3 separate regions of the Sus scrofa genome follow, and all the other regions are linked to region 2. Evidence: chromatin contacts called from public Hi-C and HiChIP or PLAC-seq data. All regions are on one chromosome and are shown on one strand. Each heading gives the region's core, a stretch centred on a gene start, on an enhancer-like site or on the middle of the called end of the contact. The rest is flanking DNA. Distances are from core to core; before and after follow the strand shown.

Region 1 (3,843 bases), core at 875-3,374, 380 kb before region 2:
TGTGGTATATTCATAGAATACAGCTCAGTATAAAGAATAAGTAAATTAAAAAAACAAAACATGGATGAATCTCAAAAACATAACGTTGAGACAAAAAAGCCAGATACAAAAGAAATATACTACATGACTCCATTCATATGAAATTCTAGAATAGGAAAAACAAATCTGTAGTGACGGAAATACCAATGATAACCTGAAACAGAAGATGGGAGACTGCAAAGAGACATGAACAATATTATCACCTGTCTCAGCCCACTGGGATTAACCTGGTGAAACCCTCAGCCCCGGGCAAACTGGGACATTTGGTTACCCTAGGCTGTACACAAGAACATTTTTTGGGTGATGCTATTACTACACTAAATACAACGGTATGTTTAACCTTATTCTGTTGCTATTTTAAGGCTACCATTAAAAGTATCAATCTGTTAAATTCTAAAATCAGAATTGTTTTATATACAGTATGCGTAGTCTTTAAGAAAGCAAAGGTATGAGTTAAGATACAAAGGAATATAAGAACGCTAAGGTAAGACATAATTGAGAGACATTAAATCCTTCTTCATTCTTTTTTTGGCCTCGCCTGAGGCAGGCACAAGTTATTGGGCCAGGGATCAAACCCACGAGAGCAATGACTCAAGCCACAGCAACACTTAACCTGCCAGGCCACCAGGGAACTCCCTAAAACACTTTTATTGAGGTCCTACTTTCACAGAGCTCTAGGGCAGAGAGACCTGTACATTATAAATCAACTATAATGAAGATCAATACACCAAAATGAACACAGATGATGTGCGAGGTGAAGTGCTACAATCCACTGGAGTAAGGAAGAGATTCAAGAAAGGATTCTGGAGGGAGAGATAAGAGGTTATTTTACTTAAGGAATATAGGAAGCAAATGAGTCAGATGCACATTTTATCTGCTCTAGGTATGAAGTGGAAAACAGCATGATTTGGATAACTAATCTGAGAGAATAAGGATGAGAAGTGGATAGGTGGCAACATTACAGGCTGAAAGGCAAACAAGAGACTGTTTATGAAAACCTAAGATTCTGAATGCATCAACATCTACAAGCAATACAACAAAAATAAAGCATTTCAATAAATCAACTATTTGATTGCCACTTCTGAGTTTATCTTAGTTTTATGTTGTTTCTATTAGGTTTTGAGAAAATTTCTCTATCAGCTGATTTATTTCAGCTGATTTATATTTGGAAACTCTGAAATCATATACTTAAGCTTTACATTTTACAGATTTTTAAAAAGTATGTTTGACATGGATTTTATTATTCAGACACAAAACAAGTCTTAGGGCTTCCCTGAATTTTAAGAGATAGAAAAGCAATTTTTCACCCAAACTTTTAAAGATACACTTAAAAATAGTAATTATTTATGAATTTCCTAAAAACGGAGTCCCTCCATGACTTAAAGGAAAAGAAAATGCACATAATGTTATATGCACATTTTTTAAAGTATGATATTTCACTGAATAAAAGGGGGGATTTTCAAAATTATCACACTATTGGGAAGAGTATGCACTCTCAGTTATCTGTTATTAGAATAAGATCTTTCCATTTATTGCAAAAAAGCACTTGTCAAGTGCATCATCGTAATCCTAAAACATCACCGAGGCAGAAAGACTCAACCAGAGATTCATGGCATAAGATTTTGGGGATGCTGTTCATCCCTTTTAATCTGTACCCAATCCCATCATGTTTAATATTTTTTCATTCACCTAGTTGCAAATTTAGCTAGACACAAATAATAACAAGCCAGGAATTATGATTTGTGTCTTCAAAGAAATAAAGCCAAAAATCATCTGACAAAAGCATTGAAATCAATTTCTTTCCCAGCCTTGCGTTGAGCCTTGCTCAACACCAGAGGTCGCCAAACTTCAACAATAGAGTTGTACATGTAGCCTTTAAAGCAAATGCCAAGTTAATGAGATCCTATTAGAAATCTGTTAATCCTCTGCTTGAAATCTTGCAGTGACTTTTAACTGTCTACAGTCTAATATGTTTAGGCCAATGCCCACAGCTCCAGCCTTCTCTCTCCTGGTAAACTTATACCCTGTTCCCACCATTCAGAACCTTAGGCTCAAACCATAAAGCACTACACAACAGACAAGACACAACAGACCTGACAACGTTAAGTATCTTCATCCAAATTAGCATGTATGTCCTCCAGTCCCTTCCTTTCTCTAAATAGAATACATCTCCATGTTTCAAGATTCAGCTGAAGAGTTACCTCTTCTAAGAAGCCTTTTCAGATAGCACTACCTCCAAACAGGATGCTTCTGCCTTTGTACCCTGCTCAGGCTTCTGGGATCATACCTGCCTTACTCCACTGATCTCAGTTTTTCCCTTCCTCCTCTCAATGAGTTTCTGAACTTGAGGGCAAAGATTCTTTATGTTCTAGCCCAGATGGTTAATAAATCAACATGTTGTTAATATAGATGCACCCTGAAAGGCTAAAGGGATACATGGCCAGGACTATACATAATGGATTTAATCAAAACTTTTAAAGTAAGTAGATGAAAATTGTACAACACAGGCCAAGAGAGATTATACATAGTATGGCTGGATAATTAAACATCTTCACTTCTTTTCTGCATAAAAGAACTATCTATTCAAATTGGATAACTGTCAGGTTGACTGCATATATCATAAACCTGACAAATTTCTCTAATTAGAAAACTAGAAAACATGTCACTGAGTTATTCTTTTTCAAAATATCAGTACTCTACTGATAATGGAATCATTACCATACATTTTTACCTTCAGAGGATTGATATAAAATGTATTCCCTTTTGTATACCCCTATAATTTACAAGTTTTCCTTTTTTAAATCCATTGGATGTAGGCAGCTAAAATACTTAATTCTCAACACATGCAGTTTTATCCAGTTTCTATCTACCTCTTTCCTATATATATATATGAGTGAAGTTCTGGTATAAGGAAACTTTGTGTTGGGGGGAGGGGGTGTATGCAATGTTTCCACCTCAGGGTTTTCTTCTGATTTCCAAAAGGCAAAATCCTCTTACCCTTCTCTCCCCTGGGAGGAAAAAAAGGCTATAGCAATAGCAGCACAAATCTTTAAATCCCATTAGGAACATCAGTGAAGGAAAAAGCACCAAATAGTCATGTTATTTGAACACAATTGAACAACTTGGAAAAGGATTTACTCAGCCTGGGAGGATGAACTAGTGCAGGAGGACCCCTTTGTGTGTCTGTGTTCTCCTCCATCTGTCACTTAACTTGATGTGGGTCCTGTGCAAAACTATGGTCAGAGTTTACTGCCTTGCTTAAAATACAGTAGAAACAACAAAACCTTATCAAAAGTCCTGTAGGTAAATGTTCTCATTCTTTGACTTAAAAAAAAATTGATATACTTCATATAATCATGAAATGCATCCCTTTAAACATACAACTGATTTTTTAAAAGTATATCCACAGAGGTGTACAACCATCAACTGCTATATAATTTTAAAACATGTTTATCACCTCAAAATGAAACCCTAGACCCATGAACAGTCACTCCCATTTCCACTCTTCCCAATTCCTAATGACCACTACAGATCTGCTTATTCGGGACATTTCACATAAATGGAATCATGTAACCTGGTCTTCTGTGTCTGATATTTTCCTTATCCATTCATCAGCTAATGGGCATCTGAAATGTTTCTACTTTTTGGCTATAAAGAATTCTGCTATGAACATTCATGTACAAGTTTTTGTGTGGATAGTTTTCAATTCATTTCTATTTCTATTCATTCCATATTACTGGGTCATATGGTAACTATGTTTAATGTTTTGAGGAAGTGCAGAACTATTTTTTTGTTTCAATTTCT
Region 2 (4,258 bases), core at 1,338-3,837:
CATCTAAATCTCTCTCCAACTCTTCTATTTCTTTCTATCTCTTCTAGCATCACTCTGATATAAACCACCATCATCTCTCATTCTACTAGGGTAGCCTCCTTCCAGCCAACCATCACAATCTCTTCTCATCTCTCCACCCTTCCTCACTCCATTCCTGTACAGCAACAAGACAGAGGTGCTTTCTTCTTCTTCTTGGCTGCACCTGCAGCACATGGAAGTTCCTGGGCCAGGGACTGAATCCAAGCTGCAGCTGCAACCTACCCCACAGCTGCGGCAACACCAGATCCTTAACCCACTATGCCACAGCAGGAACTTCCAGATGTGCTTTTTTAAAAACTCTTCCATGTGTACTTAGAATGAAATCAAAACTTTACCATGGCCTTCATGATATGACATGGCTTGAGATCTAGTCCGAAAATTCTATTTTCCACTTTCCCTCTAGGTCACTTCCTCACTATGATCTAGTAAAATATCTTCTTTTAAGTATTTTGGCCTTCGGTCCCTGCCTCTGGACTTTCACACACACTGTTCCTTCTGGACTGATCGCATCCCACCTTCTCCTGGTTAATTCTTACTCTTCCTTTAAAAGCTCAATTCAAATGTTATTTGCTCAAATACCAAACTAAGTTACTTTGTTTTAAGGTACTCTGTGCTTCTTCACAGAACGTATAACTACTGTAATGAAATAATGAAGTTTACAGTCAGGTGTTTAATGTCTCCTCTGTTTGAAATTATCCATGAGGGCATAATCCTACTCACCACTGTATCCCCAGCACCTAGGACAGTGCCTGACACAGGGTAGGTGCTCAAAAATCTGTTGGTGAGTAACAAAGTGGCATCTTGTCCAAATGCCTCATTTTGCTTATCAGGAAACTGTAGTCAGGGTATGCTAAGCGACTTGTCTAAGACTGGGGCACCAACAGTTGTTATTCTTAGGTCAATTTCTTTTCACTGCACTTAACTCAGGTCCTTTCAATTCTAATATTCTGTTATCTTGGAAAATTCAATAAAGAGATGGAAGATACTTTTTTTTCATTTTGGACAATACACTTCCTCGTACTTTATTTCTCCCCTGCAGGGCACCTTTAGGAGACTTTTGTTATCCTGCATTCCTGCTTCCGTCTTCCATTTAATTCAACATACATTTAGTGACTAATCTAGCAGATGAGGCGGACCTGTAAACAAGGAATTATAATCAATAAGGTAAGTGCAGCGGTAGGATGAATGGTTCCCAAGAAGTACAGTTTAGACAATTATAATTGTTGTCCAGGAAGTAGTAACAGAAGGAAACAAACAACAAAAAATGACCCTCAAAACAGGTTTTAAGGATGAGCAGGGGTCTGTCCAGTGCAAGCAACATTCTAGGCAAAAGGAACAACAATGTACAGAGGCACTGTATCCATTCAACACACATTTAGTGAGAGCCTACAAGCTGCTGGTAAAGTGCACACCTTACTGAATTCCACAAATAGTATTGCTGGTATTGCCAAGGAGAAGACAGAGTAGGTAACGCAGTGGCAAGCAGGGATCAGATCAGAGTTCCTTTGTATGTCACTTTACAGGACATAAACTTTGATCTACAGGCATGGAAAACCACCCAAGACTCCGGAGCAATTAAGTGACAACCTCAGATTTACATATGTTTGAGTATATGCTCAGTTCAGATCACTTCCAGTGACCCCAGAAAAACAGAAAAAATATCTCGAAAATCTGCACAGCGCAAACACAACAAACCAAACGCTGTCACACCCATGATCCTATCAGCTCCTCAGTACAACTCACTGAGTTGGCAGGGCAGCCAAAGAGTTCAAGAGCCTGGACTGAGAGAGTTACGTGACAACCAACGGGCGCCAAGACCAGGCGCAGGGCCCCGGAACTACCGGGGCCTCGGGACACCCACCCTCGACCCTGTGCTGGGGCCTCCCTACTCTCGGGCAGGCCGGCACCCGCTCACCTCCTCAAATTTTCGATCTCAGCCGGGATGCTCTGAAGCTGGTTGCCGCCAAGGCTGAGGGTCTGCAGCGCACGCAGCTCCAGCACCGAGGTGGGCACCTCCTGGAAACAGTTCCCGCTGAGGTTGAGCACCTGGAGGCTGCGGCAGAGCGGCGACTGGGCCAGGCCCTTGGGCAGCGCGCCGGGCCCGCCGAGACGGTTATTCTTGGCCAGCAGCGTGCGCAGGCCGCTCAGCGCTAGCAGCTCCGGCCCCAGCGCGGTCAACGCGTTGCCGCTCACGTCCAACAGTTGGAGGTGCGGGAAGCCGCTGCCCAGCGCCCGCGGCAGCGACACCAGACGGTTGTGCGGCAGCAGCAGCCGTAGCAGCGCCTCCCGCGTTCCGCGCCGCTCCTCGCCCCGCGCCTCCAACTCCGACTCCAGCGTCTCGGGAGAAACGCTGAGGCGGGACAAGTTCAGCTCGGCCTCCCCGGCCGTGGCCACCGGCGCTCCGGCCTCCTGCATCCCGGCCACCGCGTCGCGCAGAGCGCGACCCACAGGCCGGGAGCTCCGCGGCGCCCCGGAACCTGAACCGAGGGCTGCGTCGGAAGTGGCGCGGGCGGGCGCTAACCCCGGCCCCCCTCCCCCCCCGCGGAGTCACGCGACGCTAGGAGGCGGGGTGCGCGCGCCGCTCAAGGGCCGGACTCCGTCTCGCGCGGCGCGCCGCAAGGATCCCATGAGCCGGGCGGGGGCAGAGAGCAGTCAGTGCTCGGCTTACTCTCTGAGCCCGGCTGGGTCCGGGCAGTCGTGTTCTATAGTTCTTGAAGTCTGGTGACCTGTCCCCGAATTCCAGGGTGGCCTCGGTAAACAGTCCGAGGACAGTTTGGTTATTTGGCTTTGAGGGTTCGCGCGTGACGGTGCACCGCCTTCTGAGGCCCTGGTTTCGGAGTGGGGGCCCCTGGTCTGCGGGAGCCAGCGAGGACTCAGGACTTTAGTGATGATTCAGTTGCATGACAGCAAGACCCGGGAATTCAAAGTCCCGGGATTGACCAAGCCGACTTAAAAGCGCGAAGGCAGCTGAACTAGAAATCGGGACTCTTGGATCTTACCTCGGGTTCTGCTGTTAAATAACTTTGTTTCCTCGGACAGGGGATTTGATTTCAGTTTCTCCATCCAAAAAAAATATGGCTAATCCTTGGCCTGCTTGCCCTAGAGGATTTTTTTTTTTAAAGGAATGTGTGTCAAGAACATTTCACCATTTTAGCTGTAGAAGCACTTCTGTGGTTTTTGGTTTAAGTTGCAGTGGCTGGAAATGAATTTGGGAGCCATGGCTGAGTTTTCGTTAATTTGAAATAGCTCAAATTAATTGATCAGTTTAACCCAGAAAGCATTGAGATTTTACTTCAGGTTAAAACTTCAATTTAACTGGAAAAGTCCTGATTCTGGCTTTCATGTAGTACTTCTAAACCTGTTTTCGCCCTTACCCTAAAGTCGGTTTTTTTCTGAAATTTTTATAATTTTGAAAAGTCATGGATAGAAATGAAAATATTTAGTGTATTTTTTTACAAAGCTTATGCATAAAAATGTTAGACGATTGTATATAACCAGTGCTATTAAATTGCTTTCTTCCTAAAAAGAATAAAGTTAACTTTTTTCTTGCCGGTTATTTGTGTGAGAAATTATGCTTTTTACCTCCTGCCAAACTTTAACTTAATTTCTGATTGATTTATGGTTATGGGAGGATACACTTTGTGAGTTTAAAGCAGGGATGGAGTGTTTTTAAAACCAATGGAGTGTCCTGAATTTGAAACCTGTTTTGAAAGGGTCCTTTTAAAAAGTAGACTTTACTTGGGATCAAGATAACATTCTGGCAGGAACCTAGTGTGTGAAAATTGCAAATGTTTAAAATAATACGGGAGTTCCCGTAGTGGTGGGCAGTGGTTAACGAATCCGACTAGGAACCATGAGGTTGCGGGTTTGATCCCTGCCCTTGCTCAGTAGGTTAAGGATCTGGCGTTGCCGTGAGCTGTGGTGTAGGTGCAGACGCAGCTCGGATCCCGAGTTGCTGTGGCTGTGGTGTAGGCCAGTGGCTACAGCTCCGATTCAACCCCTAGCCTAGGAACCTCCATATGCTGCAGGAGCGGCCCAAGAAATGGCAAAAAGACCAAAAAAAAAAAAAAAATTCAGTTTTATCCTTTTTAAAATGTAATGCGTCTATGATTAAAAAAAAATAAACTGACAGGAATGTAATGTAAAAGAAAAAACAAATATGGTTCAGAAATAGAGTTAAGATCACAAATCTGTGACATTAACGGGGGAAAAGATGGAA
Region 3 (3,949 bases), core at 305-2,804, 320 kb after region 2:
GATGAGGGTCATACTCATCTTAATGCTAAGCCCAGTTTACTCCTAGTGTTAAAATTATTTTGACACCTTGGACACTTGACAACTGGAACTGAAGTTTTCATTTCCCCCTTTCCACTTCACTCTCATTCTGTTTCTCATTATCTCCATTCCTAAGCTCTTTAAAAACTTGGAATAAATGGTAACTTTGCATTTCATAGATATGCTTTTCTGGAGTTGACTTTTGGATATTTGCTCTGATAGACATTGTGTCAGATGTTTGGAGCCATGAGCTGTGGTGTAGATCGCAGACCTGGCTGGGATTTGGCGTGGCTGTGGTGTGAGCCGGCAGCTGTAGCTCCGATCGATTGGACCCCTAGCCCGGGGAACCTCCATATACTCTGGGTGTGGCCCTAAAAAGCAAAAAAAAAAAAAAAAAAAAGAAGAAAAGATTAAAGAGAATAAAGAAAACAAGAAGCCCAGTTGAGCGTAAAAGATTACTACTACCTGCTATTTCACTAAATAATATAGGTTAGTGTTTTAAGCACACAGGCTCTCGGTTCAAACCAGTTCTGTCATTTACAGCCCTCCGCCTCTCTTTTCTCATCTGTAAAATGGGATAACGGGCCTGATCTCAGGATTGAGTCAATATATGCAAAGCACCTGGTACAGTTTCCTAAGCGCACGTTTGATTTCCTTAATTAACAAAATCTCTTAAAGGAAAGGTCCTAACTTTGTCTCAGCACGGCGTCTAATACCACACTCAGTATCCGCATATGTTTTAAAACAAAGGATCACTAAGCTGCGGTCATCTGGTAGACAGATGTAAAAACCTAAAAAAAACAGAGAAAGGCCCGGGCTCCGCGCCCCCAACACTTGCGAAGCCGCGGCTCGCTTAAACAGAGCAAAGTCCTCTGGGAAGTGTAGTCTTTGGGCCTTGAGAGGGATGTCAGCCCCCCGCCAGAGTCAGTTCATCCGCAGATGGGTGGAGAGGGAGTGAAAGGGGAGGATTTTCATATAACTCAAAAGTGTCGGGAGCCCCAAAGGTGGGTTAAGCGGCTCACCTGAGTCTCCCAACACCAGTACTTTCACCCGATCCAGGGACGCCATCTTGCCAGCTCCTTCCTGAGGTTAACGCCTATTCCGGGATTGAAGACCAATCAGAGCTGGGTATGGAGGGCCGAGTCTTCAATGCCATTGGCCAATCGGAATGTGACTGATTTGATTGAAGGCCTCACCGTGCTGATTGGCCTGCCTGGTTAAAAGTAGCGGGTGGTTTCTAAAACTGGTCGCAGGAATATGGCGTTTTCTTTGTCGCATAAGTGGCGTGGCTCGTTTAAGCCGGTAGTTGAGGCGCAGAGGGAAGCTGTAGTGGGAGTGTACGAGGATTCGCTTTGGTAAACCTTGTTCCCTGTTCCTTGTCCTCGGTTCCCTGGTTCGACGTCGCCTTTCAGGGTGTCTTCGTTGCTTTTTCCTTAGCTGTCCTCCTCCCCCTTACTCTTTTGAGTCGGTTCTCTGCTTGGTCCTCCAAAGAACCATTGACCCCGGAGCGGCCCATGTGCGACCTCGGGTAGGACTGGCTTGGCTGCGTCAAGTGTGGCCTCTGGACTCAGCTGGCAGAGTCCGAGGGAATTTAGGGCGTCGTGGTTGTCACAGTGGGGCGGAAACGAACATTTGGGAACGGGGCTGGTCCAGAGGTTTCGCGGTGATAATGCCACTTTATGTATGAAGCCGTGGAGACTATCGTGAAGTGTGGCTAACTGAGAAAAACCAGGTGGATGTATAGAATCCACGTTATTCCAGATTTGGAATAGTAATATATCGAAATCTAACAGAACTCCCCACGTCCACTTCTTCTTTCCCTTCATTTTGCAGTTTGCAGTCAGCAGAATCCTTTAAAATCGCTAATTTGGTGCTGTCACCTCCTGCTTAAAACCATTTGAAGTTTAAGAAGAGGGTTTTCAATACCCTACCTTTCTTTACTCTGGAAGCTGCAGTGGGGAAAGTGAATGGGGGGAGGTGAGGGCTAACAGGGTGGGCATGTTTGAAGAACACGTGCTGAGGAGACCTATTGAAAGTTTTATGGAAATACTTGACCAGCTGTTATCCATACTGGAAAATCAGTGGTGAACAAGATTAAGACCCTTGTCTCCGATGTAGACATTGAGAAAGTATAACTATTCACTGCCACCAAGAAGGGGAAAGAGCTATGGGAGCATGTGAAAGGGGGATGATTCTAAACTGCTAGGGAGAATCTGAGAAGGTGTCTCTGAGGAAATGTCATTTGAGATGTGAAAAATGATTAGGAGAAGGGACTTCGGCCTTTGTTGTGGGGGCGTGTGTAAAGGCTTGGAAGCAGAGAGCATGTGTGGCTCCTGGAATTGAGAGAATGCCATTGTGGCTGCAGATGAGGCTGAGGAGCCTAGACCCAGTACAGAGAGTGCATTCACTTTCAACTTTGTTCTTACAACTCTGCCTGGTGTTTGTGTGATTAGAATACATATGGTTTAAAAACAAAAGCAACTTGCTTTCAGGGGTCTGGGTTAGGTAGGGTAGGGTTGTAGGTGAGACTGATAGGTGACTGATGGACTGATAAGACTAAAAAGAAGAAACCAGACATGGCCCCCAAAGGTCACACACTCAAAAGTCTCCAGAGGCCAGCCAAGCTCCTTCCCTTTTTTAAAGTATCAATTGCTCTTCAGCTGAGTGTTTCCATGTGGGAATATGATCTCACTTTTTCCCTCAGATATTTCCACTTTTGAGAAGTAGCTGAAAATTAAAATTTATGTGATATCTCATGATTTTTATTTCATTAAAAAAAAAATGGGGGGTTTCCTATGGTGGCTCAGCAGAAAATGAACTCTACTGGTATCCATGAGGATGCAGGATCCGACTTTTGTTTTTTGTTTTTTTCCTTTTTTGGGGCCACACCTGCGGCTAGTGGACGTTCCCAGGCTGGGGGTGGAATCAGAGCTGCAGCTGCTGGCCTAACCACAGCAATGCCAGATTCATGCCTCGTCTGCCCCCTGTATTGCAGCTTGTGGGTCCTTAACCCCCTGAGCGAGTCCAGGGATCAAACCTGCATGGATATCCTCATGGACATTACTCAGGTTCTTAACTCACTGAAGCACAACAGTAGCTCCAAATCTCATGATTTTTAAATGTTGACCACTAATTCAGAAAATTTTCAAAACATTTTGAAATCAAAATTAGTCAAATCATGTGGCAGAAGCTGCCAATTTGAGACCTCTGACCTAAGTATTATAAAATCCAGAGATTGAAGAGATTTAGCATCAGTGGGGAAGTAGAGGCAGTGAAGGAGAGAACACAGTGGTCAGAAAAGAGGATTTTTAGAATATAGCGATTTTGAACAAGATGGCACATACATTTCTTTGCTGAGCTCCAGATTCATTTGTTCAGCTACCTGTGGGACATCTTCACAGTAACATTCTGTAGTATTTCTTCAAACACAAGCAACTGGAACTGAATGCCTCATTTCTTCCACCTGTTCCTCTTCAGGTGTTAGCCTGTTTCTCAGTATATTTGTCTCTTCCCAGTCATACTGGCTTAAAACAAATAGCTATATGTTATTAATGGGTGTAAGGTTTCAGTTTTACAAAACGAAGAGCTGTGGAAGTGGTTGATGGTGATAGCTGGATAACATTATGAATGTGTTTAATACCACTGAGCTGTATACTTAAAAATATATAATTGGTAAATTTTATGCTGTGCATATTTTATCATAGTAAAAAAATTGGGGAAAAAAACCCCAAATATTTAAAAATTTCCTACTGTGTATCTTCCATTTGCAATATATTATGGGATCCTTTTGATTTTGTCTCTGTAAGTTTCATTCATCCTGTCCTCTTATATTTTTGCCTTTTGTAGTTTAGGTTTGATTACTATAATTCTTAATACTTCCACAGGGCTTCCATCTTCATTTATTTCAGCCCATTTCTCAAAGTGTTTTAAG

The links. Hi-C and Micro-C count contacts between places; a contact is called where the count stands out from the background. HiChIP or PLAC-seq counts read pairs in DNA pulled down with a chosen protein or histone mark.
Region 1: an H3K27ac HiChIP or PLAC-seq map of alveolar macrophages shows a contact between it and region 2. The contact joins the enhancer-like site here to the promoter of LRRC58 in region 2. A contact is called at or near these places in 3 of 5 promoter capture datasets (fetal liver, fetal skeletal muscle and liver), 12 of 47 Hi-C or Micro-C datasets (alveolar macrophages, embryonic fibroblasts, fibroblasts and 7 more) and 2 of 2 datasets of contacts at active chromatin or transcription factors (alveolar macrophages and skeletal muscle).
Region 3: a contact with region 2 is called in a Hi-C map of skeletal muscle, with 7 times the contacts expected there. The contact joins the promoter of RABL3 here to the promoter of LRRC58 in region 2. A contact is called at or near these places in 1 of 5 promoter capture datasets (liver), 5 of 47 Hi-C or Micro-C datasets (embryonic fibroblasts, heart right ventricle, liver and 2 more) and 1 of 2 datasets of contacts at active chromatin or transcription factors (alveolar macrophages).

What each region holds. Positions count from the first base shown.
Region 1 is chr13:140,303,267-140,307,109 of Sscrofa11.1, reverse strand. The region is part of intron 7 of GSK3B (glycogen synthase kinase 3 beta); the gene reads right to left. Among named protein-coding and RNA genes, the nearest start is that of NR1I2, 100 kb to the left of the region's middle. Within about 2 kb of position 2,124, at least 8 of the 83 cell types and tissues checked have an H3K27ac peak or open chromatin away from gene starts, as enhancers often do. A contact at or near this core is called in alveolar macrophages and skeletal muscle, where this site is marked.
Region 2 is chr13:139,926,037-139,930,294 of Sscrofa11.1, reverse strand. LRRC58 (leucine-rich repeat-containing protein 58) reads right to left here and starts at 2,587. Exons shown (of 5, transcript XM_021070309.1): 1 at 1,955-2,587. The coding sequence starts at 2,454.
Region 3 is chr13:139,606,769-139,610,717 of Sscrofa11.1, reverse strand. RABL3 (rab-like protein 3) reads right to left here and starts at 1,554. Exons shown (of 8, transcript XM_021070305.1): 1 at 1,041-1,554. The coding sequence starts at 1,086. It overlaps GTF2E1 (general transcription factor IIE subunit 1), which reads left to right and starts at 1,235. Exons shown (of 5, transcript XM_021070303.1): 1 at 1,235-1,373.